Linked DNA regions of Callithrix jacchus: region 1 is linked to region 2. Evidence: chromatin contacts called from public Hi-C data. All regions are on one chromosome and are shown on one strand. Each heading gives the region's core, a stretch centred on a gene start, on an enhancer-like site or on the middle of the called end of the contact. The rest is flanking DNA. Distances are from core to core; before and after follow the strand shown.

Region 1 (5,875 bases), core at 2,098-4,597, 160 kb before region 2:
GGAACATATACACCATAGAATACTATGCAGCCATAAAAAAGGATGAGTTCATGTCCTTTGCAGGGACATGGATGAAACTGGAAACCATCATTCTCAGCAAACTGACAAAAGAACAGAAAACCAAACACCATATGTTCTCACTCATAAGTGGGTGTTGAACAATGAAAACACATGAACGCAAGGAAGGGAACATCACACACCTGGGCCTGTCAGGGGGGTGGGGGGATAGGGGAGGGATGGCAGGGAGTTGGGGGCTAAGGGAGGGATAGCATTAGGAGAAATACCTACTGTAGATGACAGGTTGATAGGTGCAGCAAACCACCATGGCACGTGTATACCTACGTAACAAACCTGCATGTTCTGCACGTGTACCCCAGAACTTAAAGTGAAAAAAAAAGATGTCAAGACCCTTTTGAGGTCTGCTGTAACTGGGAAGGAGAGAGCTGGAGTGGGAAGTAGGGTCAACAGAGTATTTTAAAGGCAGGATTGGAAGCATATTTCTATGCAAGTAGGAAAAAAATGTTGTGGAGAGAAAAATAGAAAATATGTAAGAGAGGAGAATTACCAGTGATGTCCTTAATTAGGCAAGAAGGAATGGGGTTTAGGACTCAAGTGGAGAGCTTGGATTTTGCTAGGAATATGGAGAGTTTATTCGTTGCAATAGGAAAACAGGCTAGGTATATGCCACAGATATGGGTCAGTGAGATGTAATGGTAGTGGCTGACAGAAGTTGCCTAATGCTTCTATTTTTTTTTTTTTTCAGCAAAAAATAGAAGTTTGTCAGCTGAGAGTGAAGGTGGGACAGAAGGATGTTAAAAGAGGAGAAGGTGGAAAATAGTAATCTGGAAGACTCAGAGTGAAGAGACGAGGTGCTGGGCATGGTGACTCATGCCTGTAATCCCAGCACTTTGGTAGGCCAGGGTGGATGGATCACCTGAGGTCAGGGGTTCAAGACCAGTCTGGCCAACATGGTGAAACACCATCTCTACTAAAAATACAAAAAGGAGCCGAGTGTGGTGATGTGGACCTATAATCCTAGCTACCCGGGAGGCTGTGGCAGGAGAATTGCTAGAACCTGGGAGGTAGAAGCTGTAGTGAGTCAAGATGACACCATTGCACTCTAGCCTGGGTGACAGAGGGAGACTGCATCTCAAAACCAAAACCAAAAAACGGCCAGGCTCGGTGGCTTACGCTTATAATCCCAGCACTTTGGGAGGCTGAGGCGGGAGGATCATGAGGTCAAGAGATCAAGATCATCCTGGCCAACATGGTGAAACCCTGTCTCTACTAAAAATACAAAAAATTAGCCAGGTGTGGTGGTGCACACCTGTAGTCCCAGCTACCCAGGAGACTGAGGCAAAGGAATCGCTTAAACCCAGGAGGCAGAGATTGCAGTGAGCTGAGATCATGCCACTGACTATACTCCAGCTTGGCAACAGAGCGAGACTCCATCTCAAAAATAAAAAAAAAAAAAAAGAGACTGGGGAAATACGGTTGACTGTCAGAAAACATTAAGGTGCCATTGAGGCTACTGATAATCCAAAGTCCATAATTCCAAAGCCACGCCAGTTTAGCCCTACGTGAGAGATGGAAGCAACTGTGATCTTGGCCTGAAGCCTTTACAAATTTGGTTCATATAACTAATTACTCTTGTGTTGATTTAATGCTTACCATGTAAATTTCTGACTATAATAGCTTTTCCACTTAAGCTTACTTTCTAAAAGTGAAGGGCCGGGCACAGTGGCTCATGCCTGTAATCTCAGCACTTTGGGAGGCTGAAGTGATTGGATCACTTAAGGTCAGGAATTCAAGACCAGCCTTGGCCAAGCCTTCTTACCCCATCTCTACCAAAATATATATACATATATATTAGCCGGGCCTCGTGTCAGGTGCCTGTAATCCTGGCTACTTGGGAGGCTGAGACAGGAGAGTTGCTTGAACCCCAGAGGTGGAGGCTGCAGTGAGCTGAGATCGCGCCACTGCACTCCAGCCTGGGAGATAAAGCAAGACTCTGTCTCAAAAAAAAAAGAGAAGGCACTGGGCCTGAAGACTTGAAGTATTCTGGTTTCTGAACGGAATTTCTCACCATAAATAAACATGTTTGCATTCTCTTTTTCTATATAAGAAGTTCAAAGTGTTGAGTGGTTAAGGCAGGTGCACATTCATACCGATTCTAGAACTTCCACATCTCCCAAGCTTTGCTTCAAATAACTCCTTACACTGCTCTACAGCTTGACCAACACGATGGACTCCTATACTGGAGCACTGGACTCTGCGGCAGGACACCTGGCTTCATAGACAGCTCAGGCAATTCGCTTTCCTTGTCTGTTTCTCCATATGTAAACAGAGGGAGCCAACAAGCTCCCTAAAGCTCCTTCCGAAGCTCAAATTCAATTTTAGGAACCCACCTCAGGGGATTCATATTTGCACAGAACCACCAACAGCTGTGATGAGAACTGATGGATCAGCAGAGGTTTACGGTGTAGGGAAAGGCAGGAGCCAAGAATAAAGAGCTACATATCAAAACCCCCACACCTCTTGCTTCTTTACCAGGGTGTCAACAATTTCCAAACTCGGGTGCCACCCGAGCCTCGTTTCGATCTAGCACATCCCAATTCCGCCTTCCGGGAACTTCGAGTTGGTTTAAAATCCGGCTGCATATTCTTATTTTTCATTTAGCATTCAGTTGGTACCCAGCGGGCATTTCAAAGTCCCCACATCCTAAATCTCAAAACTCAGTTTGATTCTTCATCTCACAGCCACCGAGAACTCGGCTCAAGGGAAGGTGGAAACTGGAAGCGCTACTCTTTCGGTTTTGAGCGCCGAGGAACTCGGGCGAGAGCGCGGAGCACCGCTGGGGCGCGGGAGGGGTGCGGGACTCACATTTCTCAATCAGAGCCTCCTCGCAGTCTAGGCCGAAGATCTGCAGCTCCTCCGCCAGCTGCTTGGGCGACACGGACATGGTCGCCCAAGCCGGGGGCCGGGAAGAGGGCCCACCCAGCTCCGACCTGCGCCCAAGAAACCCGCGGGCGTGGCGAGCGACGAGCGCCTCGGCTTCTTATCCTTCCACCCTCCGCGGACCGTGACAGGAGGTGATCAGCTAGCCCAGGCAAGACCTCACACTGTCAGAAGGCCCCAGCCTTTAGTCGCAGAGAAATACTTTTTTTTAAATAATGAAGGGGTGGCCCCCAAACGCCCTGAATGGAGGGAGTAGAAATCTCAGGAGGACGCTTTCCTGGGGAGAACGTCCCGCTTCCTAAAAGCTACCCCCGAGCTTCTCAGTGACGGTAACAGAACAAGAGTGGCCAGGAAAAACCCGCCAAATGGTTCGTGGAGCGCACGCATGCGTGAGACCCTGCTCCAGCCCCACCCCTTTCCCTTGCTTTCCGGGGCTCATCCCCCGGACCCCATGCACGCACGCGCGACCCAGGGCGCGTGCGCACTAGCGGGCGTGTGGACGACTCTACGCACGCGCCTAGCGGCCAGCCCGCTGGCAGCTGCGCAGTTGTCTCTCGCTGGGCGAGGAGGAGGGGTGTGACCGGCGAAGCCCCGGGGTTACATGTAAGGAAATTGAGTCTGTGTGCTAATGGCAGATACCTGTTTTCTGGGCATTGGCTGCTCGGTGAAGCTCAGTGGCTTAGGTTCGTCACTCTTTTTCTTTGTTCGGTTGTGCGCTGGCGCTGTAGTGCGCCTGCCGTCGACTGTCTCAAACTTACTGTACCTCCTTCTCCGTTCCCCTTGTCATCCCGTGGTTCATCCTACTGAAAAGAATGGCTTCAGTAGGGAATCTGGTTGCCATGGTTATTATCGTGATTATCACCGTGGTGCCAGCCACAGTGCTGGGTATTTTTTCTGAATCTGGAGCATTTGGCGGGGGGGATATGAGGTGGGAAGGTGACAGAAATAATTTAGTTTTGGACAGGTTATGTTTGAGTGCCCCTGGGATTTCCAGGTAGAGATTCCCAGTGGGTGACTGGGAATTCCCCAGGGGGGCTTGGGAGTAAATGTAGGTCACTAAAAGAGGGTTTAAGATGAGAAGAGGGTGAAATAGATCATAATTCTTTGAGCCAAAACTCTCAACCGTAGGCGTCATACTCTGCTGGTGGGGTAGTAGACTGGTAGAGCGTTTCTAGAAAACAGTTTAGCAATATGTATCAGGAGCCTTAAAAATACCCATCCCAGACCGGGCGCGTTGGCTCACGCCTGTAATCTCAGCACTTTGGGAGGCCGAGGCGGGCGGATCACTTGAGCCTAGGAGTTCAAAATCAGCCTGGGCAACATGGTGAAAACCCTTCTCTACAAAAAATTAGCCTGCTGCGGTGGCAGGTGCCTGTGATCCCAGCTAGTCCGGGGCTGAGGCAGGAGGATCGCTTGAGTTCGGGAGGTGGAGGCTTCAGTGAGTCAAAATCACCTCTCTGCACTCCAGCCTGGGCGGCAGAGCAATATCCTGTCTCAAAAAACAAAAACCAATTTTAGGAACCCACCTCAAGGGATTCGTATTTGCACAGAGGATCCATCATGAAAGATTGGCTCTTTCAGGGTTCACACACTTACGCCTCAAATATTTACTATCTGATTTTTTACAGAAAATGTTTGCAGTTTCCCACCATCGACAATAACTGCTGGGTAGCAAATGTGTTACATACGTGTTTTTCCCAGCCTCTTTTAACTTTATGGTTTTTATCTACCACACAAAATTGTACAATTCTTTCTCTTAATGGGTTTTAGGTTTCTTGCTTTGCTTGATAAGCTAATGCAAATATTCTTCCAATTTTTGTTTATTTAATTACTTGACATTTTGCCTTTAGATCCCTAATCCACCTAGAACTAACCTTATTTGTGATGTGAGGAAGGATTTAGCTGTGTTTTATTCCTGACAAACAGCCAGCATGTCAGCAGTTATATTTAGGAAATAAAACATTCTTCTCCAACTGACTCGAACCGTAATCTTTCATATCTCAGGTCCCCAGAAACAGTTGAATTTGTTTCTGGATTTTCTGTTTTATTCCACTGATTTGTTGTCTTTTCTGTGTCAATATAATATTTTGATAGCAGGAGTAAATCAAGTGGGTTTTAGATCTGTGACATAGCTAAAACAATTGTAGCTGGGACAAAACAAGTGTATTGCTCTGTCGGATGAAATAATTTCAGAGATAGGTAACCAGGGCTAAAATGGTGACTTCAAGTTCATCAGGCCTCCATCTTTCTGCTCCACTGTCCTCTAGTGGAGGACATTGGCAAACCATTGTCTATCCCTTTTTGAAGAGGAGTCTTTCTAGAAGTCCTTCCCTAGACTTTAGCCACATAGCCATATCTTTAAAGGACGCTGGGAAATGTAGGTTTATAAGTTATATTGTATTATTGAGGGAACTCATTGCTACCCCATCAATATACACATTTTGTTAGTAAGAAAAGAGTTAAGGCTGGGCGTGGTGGCTCATGCCTGTAATCCCAGCACTTTGGGAGGCCAAGGCTGGCAGATCACGAGGCCAGGAGTTCAAGATCAGCCTGGCCAATATGGTGACACCCTGTCTCTACTAAAAATACAAAAATTAGCTGAGCATGGTGGCAGGCACCTGTAATCCCAGCTACTTGGGAGGCTAAGGCAGGAGAATCACTTGAACCCAGGAGATGGCGGTTGCAGTGAGTTGAGATCGTGCCATTAGACTCCAGCCTGGGCAACAAGAGTGAAAACTCCATCTCAAAAAAAAAATGGGTAATCAGGCTGGGCGTGGTGGCTCACACCTGTAATCCCAGCACTTTGGGATGCCAACGTGAGCGGATTACCTAAGGTCGGGAGTTCAAGACCAGCCTGACCAACATGGTGAAACCCTGTCTCTACTAAAAAAAAAGAAAAATAAAAAATTAGCCAGGT
Region 2 (5,950 bases), core at 123-2,622:
GGGAGCGCCCCCAGAGGCAGCCCCGCCGACATCCCCAGCCCCACCAACAGAGCGGTCAGCACCAGGGCCTGGAAGCCTGAACCACAGCGCACAGTGAGCCCGGGGGCTGCGCACCTCCACATTCCCACCCCGCAAACACACACAGAGCCCAAAACTCAGGGGGGCCACAGACCCTGCCCCAAGCATCAGGCTGCCACCCTGGCCTTAAGAGGATCACCCCAGCCATTGCTGAGTGCAGAGTAGCTGTAAATGGGGTGGGGTATGGGGACGAGGGGATTAGGGAGAGCCCCCGGGTCTGTCCTGGCGGTAACAGAGGCACACAAACGGGCCTGGGGTGGGGGCCAATCTCCGTGGACCTCCCCGCCAGGCCTGGAGCTCCACCCCCGGCCGCACAATTCCAGCGCGAGGGCCCGTTCCCCAGGCACCGTTAATGGGATAGCGCAGGCGACTCTTGTCCTTCAGTTCCAGCCCCTTAGCCACCTGCGGGTCCAAGGGAACTCTGATAAGGCCCGGGGCGTCTTCTCCCTCGCCCAGCCCCTCCGCTTCCCTCCCCCGCGCGTCCGCGAGCGGGGCCCGCACCTTGCGCGCCGGCAGTAGATAGAGCGCCGCCTGCAGGCCGAGCCAGGCGAGCCATAGCAGCAGCGCCCGTGGGCTCCACAGCGCCTCCAGCCCTGGCAGTGACGCTGGTGGGCCCAGGAGGCGCGCGGGGCCCGAGCGGGCCGCCAGGAGCAGATGGAACACAGTGGCAGGCAGCAGCAGCATCAGAGCCGCGGCGCCTGCGGGAAGGGCCATCGCGTCTAGCGTCCGCCCCCAGCCCCCGGCTGGCTCCCCCAGGCGCCCTAACGTCTCTGCGGGGTCTCCCAGGCATGCCCAGCGCCCGCCTCCGCATCCCGTTCTCAGCCCTCAACCCCCAGGCTCCCCGCTGCCTCCCGGTCCCCTGCCCCCCTCGAAGATCCTCCTTCTGCTCCCAGTAGACCCCATAAATCCGTGCTCTGCAGCCCCCAGAACCGGCCCCTCCTCAGCTCTCGCTCTCCAGACACTTCTGCTCCCTCTGCCCCCGGCTCCCTCTGCCCACGACACTCACAGGCCTTCCATCCTCAGATCCCACCCCCGCTCTTAGTTCACCCCCTCCAGCTCTCCTTCGTTCAGCCTTTGCCCCAGGTTCCCTCTCTCTGCCCCATTACCCATGGGGCCACCGAATTCCAGTGGAGCCCGGGGGCCCTGAGGGGGGTCCATGGTCTCCGCTCTGCTGGAGAGGGGGCGCTCACAATAGTCGGTCAAGGAAACACAGCCCGCCCCATTTCCCAGGAGACGGGCTCTGCAGCGCCGAGGATCCGGCCCCGCGGCGGCTGCACCTGCCAGAACACTGAGTGCAGACAGGGACCACGCCTGTCCGAGTATTTAGGTGGACCCGCCCCCTGCCCATCCTGGGCCCAGAACACCAGCCAATCGGCACTCGGGGGCGGAACCGACGCGGGCGCCTCAGAAGCCTCAGCTCCAAAACCCCGCCCCCGGAAAGGTCCGCCCAGCAAACGAGAGGAGACAATCACACAGGTTTATTAGGCGGGGCCTGACACCTGCCAGCGGTGAAAGACCACCCGGGCCATGGGGCGCCGGGGCAGGCCCGTGCATGGCAGCGGCTGTTCCTAGCCGCGCTCGCAGATGACCTCGACCACACTGGGTTCCATGGGCACAGGATCTGGGCAGCGCAGGGCAGCCGAGGCCACCACTTCGTCTAGGAGCAGGTGCACGAGTTCTTCATCAGCCACAAAACGCCACAGGTAGAGCTGCAGAAAGTGGCAGTCCACTTGCACCTGCTGCAGCCCGAAGCGCCCAAAGGTGCGCAGCCGCACACACTCCAACAGGGTCTTCAGGCTGATCTTGATGATGCCCGTCAGCACTGACACCTGCAGGCAGGGACACAGGGATGAAGCTTGGGGACAGCAGGTGTTGGCGAGGGGCACCCAAGTTCTGAGCAGGGGCCATGGAGACATACGGTGCCAGTAGCTGGGATGAGGCAGAAAGTCCCCAGGGCCAGATAAGAGGGGAGGGATACAATGTTAGTGCTGTCATCTGGAGGGCAGGGGACAGGTAGGGCCCAGCAATCAGAGGCATCCCTGAGCTTGGAGAGTGGGGGGCCAGGGACCATGGGTGTAGGGCCCAGCAATCAGAGGCATCCCTGAGCTTGGAGAGTGGGGTGCAGGGACCATGGGTGTAGGGCCCAGCAATCAGAGGCATCCCTGAGCTTGGAGAGTGGGGGGCCAGGACCATGGGTGTAGGGCCCAGCAATCAGAGGCATCCCTGAGCTTGGAGAGTGGGGTCCAGGGACCATGGGTGAATAGGAAATCCTGGGGAGGACCCAGGACTACTGTGGGACAAGGACAAGGGCAGAGAGTCATCCCAGGTCGGTACCGAGACTCAGGCTGGGCATACACCAAGTTTGGGGCAGGGGCCATGGAATTTGGGGACAGGGTACTCTGGACTGCCTAAAAACAGTCCTAGAGACAAACTGGAGGGTCAAGGTCACCCCCAGTTGGTCAGAGTCCTGGGGCTCCTTGGGCAGGTGTGGGGCTGCTCCAGCCAACCCTCCCTGGGCTCCCTGGAAGTCTGAGTCACGGACCTTGTTGAACTCCACAGGGCTGAACACATCAATACGTTCAGAGAATAGCTTCTGGATATTGCTCAAGAGGTTGGTGTCCATCGGGGCACTGGATTGGGGGAGACAACGAATCAGGGCCTGCCCTGCACCTTCAGCCGCTTTTGCCCATTTCCCCTGGGGCTCCCCTGACCAGCCAGACCTGGGGGTATAGCTGGGGGCGTAGCGGCCCTGCTGCCGAGAGCTGCTGTACACGGAGAAGGTCCTCTTGCTGGAGTCGCTGCTCTGGGCCTTTCGAACACCCTCTTCGTACAGGAGACCCACCTGGTGGTAAAAAGAGGTACTGCAACACCTGTTGTTGAGGACTACATGATTTAAAAAAAAAAAAAGGTACTGCATGGAGATCCGAGCACATGGTCGCTATTTATAGAACCAGTGGAGTGGGGCAAAGGCAGGACAGAAGAGTTGGTCTGATACCTAATCTTCAGCACCAACCCTGCCCTGACTTCCTGGGTAATCCTGAGCCTCTGCTTACCCACAGGCAAAACGGGGGTGAAGATGCCATCACCCAGTGCTGAGAAGGAACATGACAGTGGACACAGGCACTGCCCAGCCCCTTTCGTCTTCATCTTGGAGATTTGTTTCCCCGGGGTTCCCTCACAGATGCCTTGGCTACAGAACTCACCCCATGAGGAGAGGCCCAGATACACAACAGGTCCTCTCCTCCAGGCAGGGGCCACTAGTGATCCTCTGCTGCCCCAGCCCCCCATGAAGGGACAGCACCCCCAGCCTGCATCAGGGCTCCCTGGGCCAGCTTGGGCAGCACCTGCACGTCGATGGCGGTGGTATCCTCCACTACCCGCTTCATGACGGCACGCACGTTCCGGGGCTCCAGGGTGCTGAGCCAGTCCCGCGTCTCCACGCTCTTGCGCAGCATCTGCGATATGACCAGGCCCTGCACCTTCACGTAGTGGGTCAGCAGCCGCCGTGCGGTCTCCCTGGCCTCTGCACACAGTGTGCTCACGGGCGTCACCGGGGACTGATCCTGAGCCAAGGAGGCAGAGGACAGAGGGAGTGGGTAAGGGGGACATTTCAGGGGCCACTGCCAACCAGGAGCTAGGCAGACTAGGCAACATGGAGGCTGGGGTGCACACAGCAGTTGGTCTGGGGTCTGGCCATGAGGGCATTGTCTAGCCACTTGCATTCCCAGAACCACCATCCCTGTAGGAGGAGCTAGTGCTTCACCTGCACCAGAAACTGTTCATCAGTGAGAGTGAGGATGTAGGAGATGGTGGCTGTCTCATAGTCCAGGCAGAGGCGGGAGAGCAGCAGGAGCAGGGCAGGTGGTGTGGCACCCCCCTTCTCCCCAGGGCTGTCACAGAAGCTCTGAGCCGTCTGACACATAGAGCGGATGAAGCCCACGATGAGGCCCTCACGGACACCCTGACTGCAGAACTCACCCTGCAAGGAGAAGGTGCCCAGATCCACGCAGGTCCCCTCTTCCAGGTAGGGCTGTTAATGACCCTCTGCTGGGGCTCTAAGTGCTCCAGCCCCATCTGCAAGGGACAACATCATCCTGCATTCTAAGTGCCCTGGAGCAGCTTCCCTGAGTGGGGGCAGGGAGAGCCAACACTAGGTACCCCACTGCACCCCTATTCTTAGCCCAGCTGCACACTGCCCATGCCTTCCCTACCCCCCAGACTGTGCACAAGAACCTGAAACCAAACCCAGAGTGCCTGGGACAGGGACTGCATCTACCCTGGTAACTTGTCCCCAGTTCCCCAAGCACGGTTATAAAGGGTATTGAAGGGTCAACCAGCAGATCGAACAAGCAACACCCGAGAGGAGGCCATACCCGGAAGTAGGGCTTGTTGGAGAAGGACACCTCTTTGGCGGTGAAAAGGTGCACTGCTGCCAGAGAGGCCTTAATGTGGCTCAGGATGGAGCTGGCCACATTGGCCAGCAGCTCAGCCAGGCCAGGGCCCTCCTTCCCAGCCACGCGAGGTGCTGCCAGTGCCTGGCGGACGTCAGTCAGGCAGCCCAGGAAGGCCGCCCGGAGACCCTGCAGGTGGTGACCCAGGCGCTCGCGGGCCACTCTTTCCACGATCTCTGTGGCAGCGTCTGTGAGCCCGGCAGCGGCCAGCAGGGCCCCAGGAGCCCGCAGGCGCCGGTGAAAGCGATCCAGCGCTCGCACCAGCAGTGAGTTGTCACCACCACCCTGCTCCTGCGCCAGCCGCCGCTCCACCAGCGCAAAATAGCGGCTGCCTAGCTCCCGGGTGAAGGCTGCCAGCTTCTCGGCTCCTGCTGGGCCCTGGGCCGCAAACAGCTCCTGGTAGGCCGCTGCCACCTGGCAGAGGCCACCCACGAAGCCACTGCCTCCGTGATCGGTGAACTCTAACACATCGGGAGCCGGAGGGGAGGGCCCCAGCTCGGCTTCCAGGCTTCTCAGCTCCTCCTCCAGCCGGCCGCGGGCGTGCGCCAGGAACTCCTCACACAGCTCCTCCGCAGGTTCGCCCAGAGCCAGCAGCAGCTCCACGCACTCTGCCTGCTCTGGGGCACCTGAGCCGCCCTCCCTACACGAAGGAGACGGTAGTGAAGGGCAGGGCCAGTGAAGGGCAGGGCCGGGGCTGCTGGTGGATGGGGCAGGAGCAGGGCGACAGCTCCAGGAGGGCCCAGGGGAAGGGTATAGGTGGGCTCGGGCCGGCGGGAGCGCTGGAGTCAGGGAAGACGGGCCACACCTGAAGCGCTGCCGCAGCTGCTGGGCCAGACGGGCCGTGATGACCTGGCAGTCGTCCTGGATGGCGCGGAATGAGGGCAGGTGCTGGTACTGCTGCAATACGGCCTGAGCACGGCCCTGATAGCGCACTGCCTGCCCGTAGGCGCCCAGTTCCACGCACTTGGTGAGGCGTGAGGGCAGCTCGAAGAGGAACTGCAGCTTCCGCAGCAGCGCATGGACCCCTGGGGGACAAAGGGTAGCGTGAGCCCCAGAGCCCCAGGGGAGGCCCATTGCAGGCCCGGCCTGGCAGCACCCACCTGCCAGCTTGGTGATGCGCTCATGGCGGTCCTGGAGCGTGGCGCTAATGCGCGCGCTGAAGTCCGTGATCACTGCCATGTTGGTGGCCAGCCGGTCCATTTCATCCTCCATCTTCCGGAAATCATTCTTCATCTTCCGGATGGTGTCTAGGAGGGCATGGGCCGAGGAGAGGGGAGAGCGGGTGACTGCGGGGCCGGTGAAACCTCAGCCCACTCACACACCCCTTCACAGATGCCCCAGGCTGCTCCAGGGGTACATGGATGATTCGAGAGAAAGGGCCATGCACAGAGCAAATGGGGACGAGGAAGGGGGGGTTTATG

Evidence for each region. Hi-C and Micro-C count contacts between places; a contact is called where the count stands out from the background.
Region 1: a contact with region 2 is called in a Hi-C map of skeletal muscle, with 3 times the contacts expected there. The contact joins the promoter of POLA2 here to the promoter of TM7SF2 in region 2. A contact is called at or near these places in 3 of 3 Hi-C or Micro-C datasets (induced pluripotent stem cells and skeletal muscle).

The regions. Positions count from the first base shown.
Region 1 is chr10:122,348,921-122,354,795 of calJac240_pri, reverse strand. It overlaps POLA2 (DNA polymerase alpha 2, accessory subunit), which reads right to left and starts at 3,347. Exons shown (of 18, transcript XM_002755525.5): 1 at 2,884-3,347. The coding sequence starts at 2,962. LOC108593878 (a long non-coding RNA gene) reads left to right here. Exons shown (of 2, transcript XR_013523479.1): 2 at 764-2,526. It also overlaps the pseudogene LOC100412637.
Region 2 is chr10:122,188,441-122,194,390 of calJac240_pri, reverse strand. TM7SF2 (transmembrane 7 superfamily member 2) reads right to left here and starts at 1,372. Exons shown (of 10, transcript XM_002807364.7): 1 at 1,185-1,372; 2 at 580-776; 3 at 426-480; 4 at 1-76. The coding sequence starts at 1,236. VPS51 (VPS51 subunit of GARP complex) reads right to left here. Exons shown (of 11, transcript XM_078341397.1): 4 at 5,630-5,776; 5 at 5,335-5,554; 6 at 4,452-5,169; 7 at 3,842-4,057; 8 at 3,423-3,641; 9 at 2,799-2,920; 10 at 2,621-2,708; 11 at 1,542-1,907. The coding sequence starts at 5,762. The coding sequence ends at 1,647.